Regions from separate parts of the Mus musculus genome. Here region 1 is linked to region 2. The links are chromatin contacts, called in public HiChIP or PLAC-seq maps. All regions are on one chromosome and are shown on one strand. The core of a region is the stretch at or near the end of the contact, and the rest is flanking DNA. Distances in the headings are between cores, read along the strand shown.

Region 1 (4,397 bases), core at 142-2,641, 520 kb before region 2:
TATTAAAACAGGTTCCAGGAAATTACAGGTTTCAGTGGTTTGCGTTTTTGTTCTTTGTCTTCTATTTTTTGGCTTTATATGTGTGTTGCTCTATTTGTAAATTACATAAAAAAATAATCGGATTGTACATCAATGGCCTTCATCTTCAAAACAAACGCTTTGAGCGTATAGCAGGGGCATTATAATAAAACAGTTTATAACAAAAATAGCAAGGCAGGTTCACTTTTGGAGAAAAAAAGCTTCACTCTTATTTTTTCATTTAAAATTTCGAGAACGATAATCTCCATTGTTCTAGAGTAAGAAAGAATGTATGGCCTGGGCTGGAGAGATGGGTCAGCGGGTTAAGAGCTCACTCACTGTAACTGCTCTTGCAGAAGACCCCGCCCTTGGTTCCCAGCAGCCAAGTCAGGCAGCTGACACCATAACTCCAGCCCATCAGGATGGAAGCCTCTGGTCTCCCCAGGCACTCGTGCATGTGCCCACACACAGGCTCACTCATAATTAACAGTAACAAATCCCTTTTTAAAATGAAGCCCATCTTCAACCTAGTAAGCATTTGATTTTTCCGCTGCTCTAGCTTTCTTACAAGATTTTCAAGTAAATTAAATTCCAACAACTTGGATCAAACGTGAAGAGTTTGTATAGGTGGGTAAATTTGATTGTGAAAGATCATATAAAAAAACAAACAACAACAAACAAACAAAACCACTGTATATTTAGGCTGAATGTCAGAAATGGGGTTTACTCCAAGGAATCTAGAGAGATCATCACAGATGCTTCGTAGTAGGACAACATGCCCAGGAACGAAGGAAAACGGAATGTGAAGGAAATGGGGGATCTTTTCTGATAATGGTGGGAAATCAAGCCTTGGCGCTGCAGGTAAAAGGGTGGGGGGTGGGGGGCCTTCACAGGGACAGTTCTCCAGACGTCTGAGTTCTGGGGAGTTTGAATAGGCCCAGGGATGGAGATGGAACTGCCCTGGAACAGAGGCAGAAAGGAGCTGTGAGGACAAAGATGCAAATTTCGCGTGCCTCGCGGCGAGCGCACACGCCGGCCTGAAGGATGGTGCACACACAGGTGTGCACGGGAGGCCGCACGGACCCGCAGGGGACAGGCCGGCGGCGGTGGGGGGCGGACGCCTGCATCTACCGAGGTTGGACGAGCCCACAGCCCGCTCGGGGCCCCCGGAGCAGCACGGCGGACATCGGAGGGCGAGCCAGGGACGCCCTGCCCGACTGCCCCTCCCCGTCCTGAGGCCCTTCTCACCTGCGGGTCCCTTCCAGACGAGACAGCCACCAACCACACCGAGCCGCAGCGTCCAATTATTGCCGGAAGCCGTCCGCCTCCCGCCGAGGGCCACCGCTGGACGCCCCGCCTTGGCGTCCCGCTGATTGGCCGGAGAGGAGCCACGTGATTCGTGTTGCTACCCGAACTCGGAGGCCTCGGGGCGCGCGTGCTCAGTGAGCACAAGCCCCACCCACCCATCCTAGGCGCCCCAGGGTCGGTTCTGGTGGTTTTTTTTTTTGACCCGCCTTGTTGGCATTGCCCAAGTTGTCTGGCGGAACCCGTGTGGTTAGCCTCAGTTTCCAGACGTCCTCTCCGGACCTACAGACCTCCCTTGCGCCGGGCTGGGGCTAGCAAGGACACCGCTGGTCTACACTCGGGTCCCTCACCTCACTGTCCCATTTACCTGCCTGCCTAGCTAGGCATCTGTGAATGCAAGGGTCTGTTCGGACTGCCCCAATCTCCTACACGCCAGAGTCTTCTTGCTCGTAGCCCTGGGGCTCAAAGACAGTCTTGCTGACCTGCAGCCTAGAATGGCTTTCAGTTCCTAGAAAGCTGGGAAAGCAGTGTCAACAGGTGGAATGTTTTCCAAATAGGTAGTATAGGGTCTGTAGAAAGGAGAGGGAAACTGGACCACTGCAGGTTGTGGAGCTCTTCTGCCTTGATAACAAAACGGAACTAGGAATGGTTCTTACCCGAGTAAACAAAAATATTTTAAAGTGCCTAGTGTGTAATGAGCAAAAACATATATATTCAGGTTAGTCTTTTACATTTTTAAATAGCAGGTATTCATATTTGAAATGTATTATGTAAATAATTTCTGACGTGCTTTTAGTCTAATAGTGTTTTGCGCTATACACTTTAAAAATACTAGACCAATTATGGGTGGAAGTCAGCATTATTCCGTCCACACACCTAATCTAGGCGTGTGGCTCTCGATTCTAAACCATGCCCAGTGGCTCTGTGCTTTTGTTTATTGAACTTGTAGAGGTGTGTTTGCAAGCAAAGGCTAACCTTAATTCAGACTGTTTGAAGTTTTTGTCGCTGTTACCAAGCCAAGATAATAAGTGAACAGAGACAATAAGATAGAGCTGTCCAGCTTCCAGTGGGGTTTGTCCTGATAAACCCATGCAAGGTGAAAACACTAAGTCCAAAGTGCACCTAATACACGCAGCATAGGTTATACCCAGCCTGCCACAAACCCTCAGAACATAGAAAACCTATGATCAGGTGAAAGTATTTAACAAGGTCTACTTAAAACCGAGTTTAGAGCCAGTGAGATGTCTCAGCTGGTGACAGTGCTCCTGTGGAATCCTGGAAACATGAGTTTAACCCTGGGATCCCATTTGGTGGAAGGAAAGCACTGACTCCCGTAATTGTCCTTTATGCACCTTGCCTGATCAAAAGGAAATTTAAAAGCTATTTTAAAGTATGTTAAATATGTTGTGTGGCTAGGTATGTCCTCTGAATTGAAATCTTCCCTCCTGGAGACAAGAATAGGGCACCCAAGACTCAGAGGCAAAGGAAACCTAAAGGGTGGGAAAGCCCCTGAAAGAAGATTCACAAAATTCCCACCCAAGATTAAATAAACAGTAGCAATCTGCAGGGAGTTCCAGAGGCAAATCGTCAGCCTGATGTGAGCTTTTCTGTGATGTAGTCTTTGAGTCCACCCATGCTCCTGTGAGTCACCCTAGTAATTAAACCCATTGGTTCACTAAGCCAAATATGGGTGAAATTATTTCTTTGGTCTGATGTTGCTGTTATAACTAGGGTGAATAAGTATTTGGTTACATATCTCCAGGGGAAAAAATCACTCATCAATGATTTATTGAATAATGTGCTAAAAGTGAAGGATATTTGGAAGTAAGAAAATGCTATTACACTATAGAAGAGTTAAAACATCTTAAGTTGATTTCTTGTGAACATCTGTATTAATTTAATTAATTTAGTAGCATCCGCATCATTCTCTTAAAAAGAGTTTTACCAATTATATTAAGAAGAGTCAAGTGCCGGGAGGTGGTGGTGCACGGCTTTAATCCCAGCACTTGGGAGGCAGAGGCGGATTTCTGAGTTCAAGACCAGCCTGGTCTTCAAAGTGAGTTCCAAGACAGCTAGGGCTACACAGAGAAACCCTGTCTCAAAAAAACAAAAGAAGAAGAAGAGTCAAGTGATTGCAGAAACTCGTAAAGAGGAGCCCATGAAGTAACACTAGAAATTCACAGGTTAATATGAGAAACCACAAACAACAGTAGCCCACAGTGCCACGGATGAGCAATAGGAGTAACAACAGATACTCATACTAGCAGGAACGGCAGCATGATCATTAGAGTCCAGAGGATCATGTACAGTGGCAATGCTTTGGTTTCAAATAAATGACTTTATTAAGTATGCAGAAAACCAAAACAAGTAGAAGGTAGCCAGCAGTAACAACAGATATGTAACAAAATATCATCACATCTGGTACCCCAGCAATGACTGTGTACTGGCTAGTTTTGTGTCAACTTGACACAGCTGGGGTTATCACAGAGAAAGGAGCTTCAGTTGAGGAAATGCCTCCATGAGATCCAACTCTAAGGCATTTTCTCAATTAGTGATCAAGGGGGAAAGGCCCCTTGTGGGTAGGACCATCTCTGGGCTGGTAGTCTTGGGTTCTATAAGAGAGCAGGCTGAGCAAGCCAGGCAAGGCAAGCCAGTAAAGAACATCCCTCCATGGCCTCTGCATCAGCTCCTGCTTTCTGACCTGCTTGAGTTCCAGTCCTGGCTTCCTTGGTGATGAACAGCAGTATGGAAGTGTAAGCCGAATAAACCCTTTCCTCCCCAACTTGTTTCTTGGTCATGATGTTTGTGCAGGAATAGAAACCCTGACTAAGACAAATTGGTACCAGCAGAGTGGGGTATTCCTGTGACAACCTGACCATGTTTTGGGGAGGTCTGTGGAAGGACTTTGGAACTTTGGTCTTGAAGATCCATTCGTTGTTAAGAGCTCTGTGGGATGTTGTGTAGGAGCTTGGAAGATAATGTTGAGAACAGTGCAGAAGATGGAGGCCTGGCTTGTGAAATTTCAGAGGGAAAATTAAAGACTCTTTTCAGGGCCATTGCTGTTTTGATTGTGA
Region 2 (4,713 bases), core at 1,802-4,301:
CTCAGGAGGACAGACGTGAGTGTACACACACACACACACACACACACACACACACACACATTCACACACATACAGAGTGTAACCAGGTACAGAGCTTCCTGGGGCGTAAGACCTACACATGTATCTACACAGACTACCCTGTGTACCCTTTTATGTTCCGCAACGCACCCTGTTGAATACTTTAAAGTGACACAAGAATTGGGGGAAAGGGTTGTTTTCACTTCCACTAGCAAACGATCCACTGATCTGACCAAGCCAAATAAAACATCTTGCCCTCTGTCTAGTTAGAGTTATTACTGCTATGGTGAAACACTAACCAAATTGGGGAGGGAAGGGTTTATCAGGCTTACACTTCCATGTCACCATTCATCACTGAAGGAAGTCAGGACAGAAACTCACACAGGGCAGGAACCTGGAGGCAGGAGCTGATGCAGAGGCCATGGAGGGTGCTGCTTGCTGGCTTGAGTCTCATGGCTTGCTCAGCCGGCTTCCTTATAGAACCCAGGAATGACTCAACCAATTGGCTGGGCCCTCTCATATCAATCACTAATTAATACCCTAGAGGCCTGCCTACAGCTCAGTCTTACGGAGGCGTTTCCTCAGCCTAGGCTCCTTCCTCTCAGGTGACTCTAGCTTGTGTCACATAGACTACCCAGCACAGCTGACCTCTTGTCAGCTTGACACACAAACACATCACAGCTAAGACACAACCTTCTTTTCTTCCCAACACCTCACATTAAAAAACATAAATACCTTTAAAAGCCTAGGAGTCTATAAATTCAAACACAGTAAAAGTTCAGCCCCTTTAAAATATCCAGTCTTTGTGAAAATCCCCAATCTCTTTTAAAAGTTCAAAATCTCTTAATCGTGGGCTCTTGTAAAACTCAAAATTAAGTTAAATAATTCCTTACTTCAAGAGGGAAGAACTGGGGCACAGTCACAATCAGATCAAAGCAAAACAAAACTCCAGCAGCGCAAATAACAGCATCTAGTGTCTGAGATCTGCTCACAGTCTTCTGGGCTTCTCCAAAGGGCTGGGCTCGCTTCTCTGCCCTTTGCCTCACACACAGCTTTCCTTCTGGGTTCTGGCTGACTTAACTCCACTACTGCTACTGTTTCTGGTGGTCATCCCATGGTACTGACATCTCCACAAATGCTGGGTCTTCTGCTGCAACTGGGTTGCACCTTCACCAATAGCCTCTCCTAGGCTTCCTTCATGGTGCCAAGTCTCAACTTCTCTGCACAATCCCTTTAATTCTGGAGTTTCAACTATATGGAGGCTACACCTTCTCCAGTGACCCATCCTGGCTTCTCACAGTGCTAGGCCTCAGCTGCTTTTCATGATCCTTTCATGCATTCAAAACCAGTACCACCTGGATAACTCTTACACTACCGAGTTCAGCTGCCAGCAGATTCATATTCTCTCTCTCTCTCTCTCTCTCTCTCTCTCTCTCTCTCTCTCTCTCTCTCTCTCTCTCTCTCTCTCTCTCTCTCTCTCTCTCTCTCTCTCTCTTCCAAGATTTGGTTTCTCTGTGTAGCCCTGGCTGCCTCCCAAGTGCTGGGATCAAAAGTGCACCCGCCCCCCAACTCTCCCCAGTCACCACTAATTTCTCAGCTCCAGCTGACCAGCACCTATTGTGCCAGTAAAACATGGGTTTTACTTCATTGGTTCTGGTCTCTTGTTAATAATCATGCTAATTCTTCAGTCCCAACTGACCAGAACCACAGATTTGTAAGGAAAGTCCTGATGGAGTGCTTCCTTCCTCTGAAGCTTCACAAGCCAGGCCTCCATCACCTGCACTGCTCTCAATAATCTCATCTTCCAAGCTCCCACAGAACAGCTCACTGAGTTCTCAACACTCAATGGCTTTTCTACCCAAAGCCCTTCCATAACCGCACCCCACCCCCCACCCCCCCAAAAAAAACCAGCACAGTCAGGTCTGTCACAGCAAAACCCCACTCCTGATACCAACATCTAAGGAATTCTGTTGCTGTGATGAAATACCGTGACCAAAAGCAACTTGGGATAATTGGGTTTCTCTGGCTCACACTTCCATATTGTAGTCCATCACTGAAGTAAGTCAGGATAGGAACTCAAACGGGACAGAAAACTGATGCAGAGGCCATGAAGGGGTACTGCTTACTGGCTTGTTCCTTGTGGCTTTCTTAGCCTACTTTCTTACAGAACCCAGGACCACTAGCCAAGGACCACACCCACATGTGGGCAGGGCCCTCCCTCATGAATTAAAAAAATGCCCTACAAGTTTGCCTGCAGAATCTTTTTTTTTTTTTTTTTTGGTTTTTCGAGACAGGGTTTCTCTGTGCAGCCCTGGCTGTCCTGGAACTCACTCTGTAGACCAGGCTGGCCTCGAACTCAGAAATCCGCCTGCCTCTGCCTCCCGAGTGCTGGGATTAAAGGCGTGCGCCACCACGCCCGGCTCTGCCTGCAGAATCTTATGGAGATCCTCAATTGGGGTTCCCTCCTTTCAGATGACTCAAGTAGGCACAGAACTATCCAGTGCAGCCCCTTTTGTGTCTGGCAGTCCTTCCTTCCCACCTAACACAAAAATTGCCAGCTTGACTTTTTAGGGCAGCTGGCGACATCTGCTCATTCCCAGCTGACACCCACTGCCCCCATTTCCCCACAGACGCCGTGTTCACCAGGTCCCTTGTGTTTCTGTGAATCTAACTTTGGGTACCTTATGTGACCACAGTGTTTTCTTCTGACTGGTCACACAGAGACTCAAGTTTCATCCTGTGTCAGAATTCCCTTTTCAGTCAAGATTTAAAGTCTTTCTGTGTGTGTAGACCACACCTGTCCTTCATGTAACCAGGGCCACTTGGGTTGTTTTACCTTCGTTTTTATTGGTGACCGATGGTGCTTAGATCATGAGTGTTCAACTCAGTCTTCAAGACCTGCTTGCACAGCTTTGCACACACACCAAATTCCTATTTTTAACCCTTTCAGGGGCAGCCCTCCTGTGTTTCCCACTGAGGTGACTCCATTTCCTATCCCTACCAGTAGAGATTCCATTTCTCATATCCTGACCAACAAGTGTGTGTTAGACAGCTGTATGGTGCTATACCACAGGCCTGGGATTAGTCATTCAGTAAAGAACAAAGGTTCACTTTGAGTCATAACTGTGGGCTTTGACCAGGCTCACCCATTGCCTAATAGGTGTCTGGTAGGGCCACAATAGTATGGCAGGGAATGGTGAACGAATTTGGCTCACATCATAGTCAGGAAGCAGAAACAAAAACAAAAACAAAACAAAACAAAACAAAACAATCAAAAAAACCCACGCACAACTCAGATTCTAGGATCCGTCTCAAGGGCAGATCCCCCAAATGGCTTAAAGACTTACCATGAGGTCTCACGTCTTAAAATTCCACGACTTACCAAATTGCCAAACTAAGTACTTGCCTGTGTGGGTCTTGGGCTGGGAACAGGGCTCAGTTGCAAGCACAACTATCTAGCTTAGAAGCCCTGGGTTACAAGCGCAGCATATATAAACTAGGTGTGGTGACACACACTTGTACTACTGCACTTGGGAGTCAGAGGTAGAAAGAAAGGACGTTCATGCTCCTTCAGCTACGTAACAAGTTCAAGGCCAGCCTGGGACCCGGGAGACCCTATCTTAAAACAAAAACAAGAACAAAGAGTAAAAAGACAAGCACCACACCCAGGTAGAAGCTTTAAGGATCCATCACAGATCCAAGCCGTAGCGACTTGCCAGTTTCTGTATTTCCTGCTCTCACGGGTCGTCGTCGTCTGGGCATTATGATGGCATCTCTTTGTGGCTCTAACTTCCATTCCTTGATTCTTATGCTCATGCTTGCAAACCACTCCCAACCTTCACGGAGAGGCGTCCAATCACAGCCTTGCCCTCTCTTCACCAGGCATGCTGCTTGCTGTTGGTGGTTGGTTTTAAGAGTTCTCTCCATGCTACATACTGATTCTCAGAGTTTGTAAGGTATCTCTTTCATTCTATGGTGTGATGACTAATCTCACTGCCAACTTGACTAAAGTTAGAATCACTATAGATAGATACACTTCAGGGTCAGCGTCCAGGCCGATGTAAGAGGAAGCACGCTGAGCACTAGTAGCCATCTCTGCTTTCTGATCATATAAGAGCTGTCAAGTGCTCCCGCGGCCAAGCCTTCACCACTATAATGAACTGTTCCTCTCACAAGCTATAGGCAAAGCTTAGCCCTTCCTGCTTCAAGTTACTATCAGGTGTTATCCTGGTGATGAGAGAAGTCATGGATACACATGGGTTAGCAGTTGTCTGTTGCTAGTGACTTTCAATGCACAGTAAGTAGCCATCCCCACCGGAGGTTTACAATGTTTTCATTTCATGCCTTAATTTTTACTTTATGTGTGCTTTGCCTGCATGTATATCTGTGCATCATATGGAAGTCAGAAAGTATGAGATGCCCTGAACTGCAGTTACAGATGGTTGAGTTACCACATGGGTGCTGGGAATCAAGCCTGGGTCCTCTGCAAGAGCCATCTTACCTGCTGAGCCATCATCCCTGGCCCCCTTAGCTATTTATGTGGCACTCCATCAATCCAGTTTATTTCACTTGCACATATCCTTCAGTGCCAGAGGGACGATGCCAAAGCACCTAGCTTTGTGAACTAAGTGGCCTCTGGGTTCTCAGTGCCCCAGCAAACAGGCAGCCTCTGGTGGGGACTGACTCCCCAGTCCT

The links. HiChIP or PLAC-seq counts read pairs in DNA pulled down with a chosen protein or histone mark.
Region 1: an HNF4G HiChIP or PLAC-seq map of pancreatic cancer cells shows a contact between it and region 2. The contact joins the promoter of Fbxo25 here to the enhancer-like site in region 2. A contact is called at or near these places in 12 of 39 promoter capture datasets (the 3T3-L1 cell line, 3T3-L1-derived adipocytes, the C10 cell line and 8 more) and 1 of 115 datasets of contacts at active chromatin or transcription factors (pancreatic cancer cells).

Annotation. Positions count from the first base shown.
Region 1 is chr8:13,904,733-13,909,129 of GRCm38.p6, reverse strand. It overlaps Fbxo25 (F-box protein 25), which reads right to left and starts at 1,391. Exons shown (of 10, transcript NM_025785.3): 1 at 1,267-1,391.
Region 2 is chr8:13,381,154-13,385,866 of GRCm38.p6, reverse strand. No RefSeq gene overlaps it. Among named protein-coding and RNA genes, the nearest start is that of Atp4b, 13 kb to the left of the region's middle. Within about 2 kb of position 3,051, at least 15 of the 459 cell types and tissues checked have an H3K27ac peak or open chromatin away from gene starts, as enhancers often do. A contact at or near this core is called in pancreatic cancer cells, where this site is marked.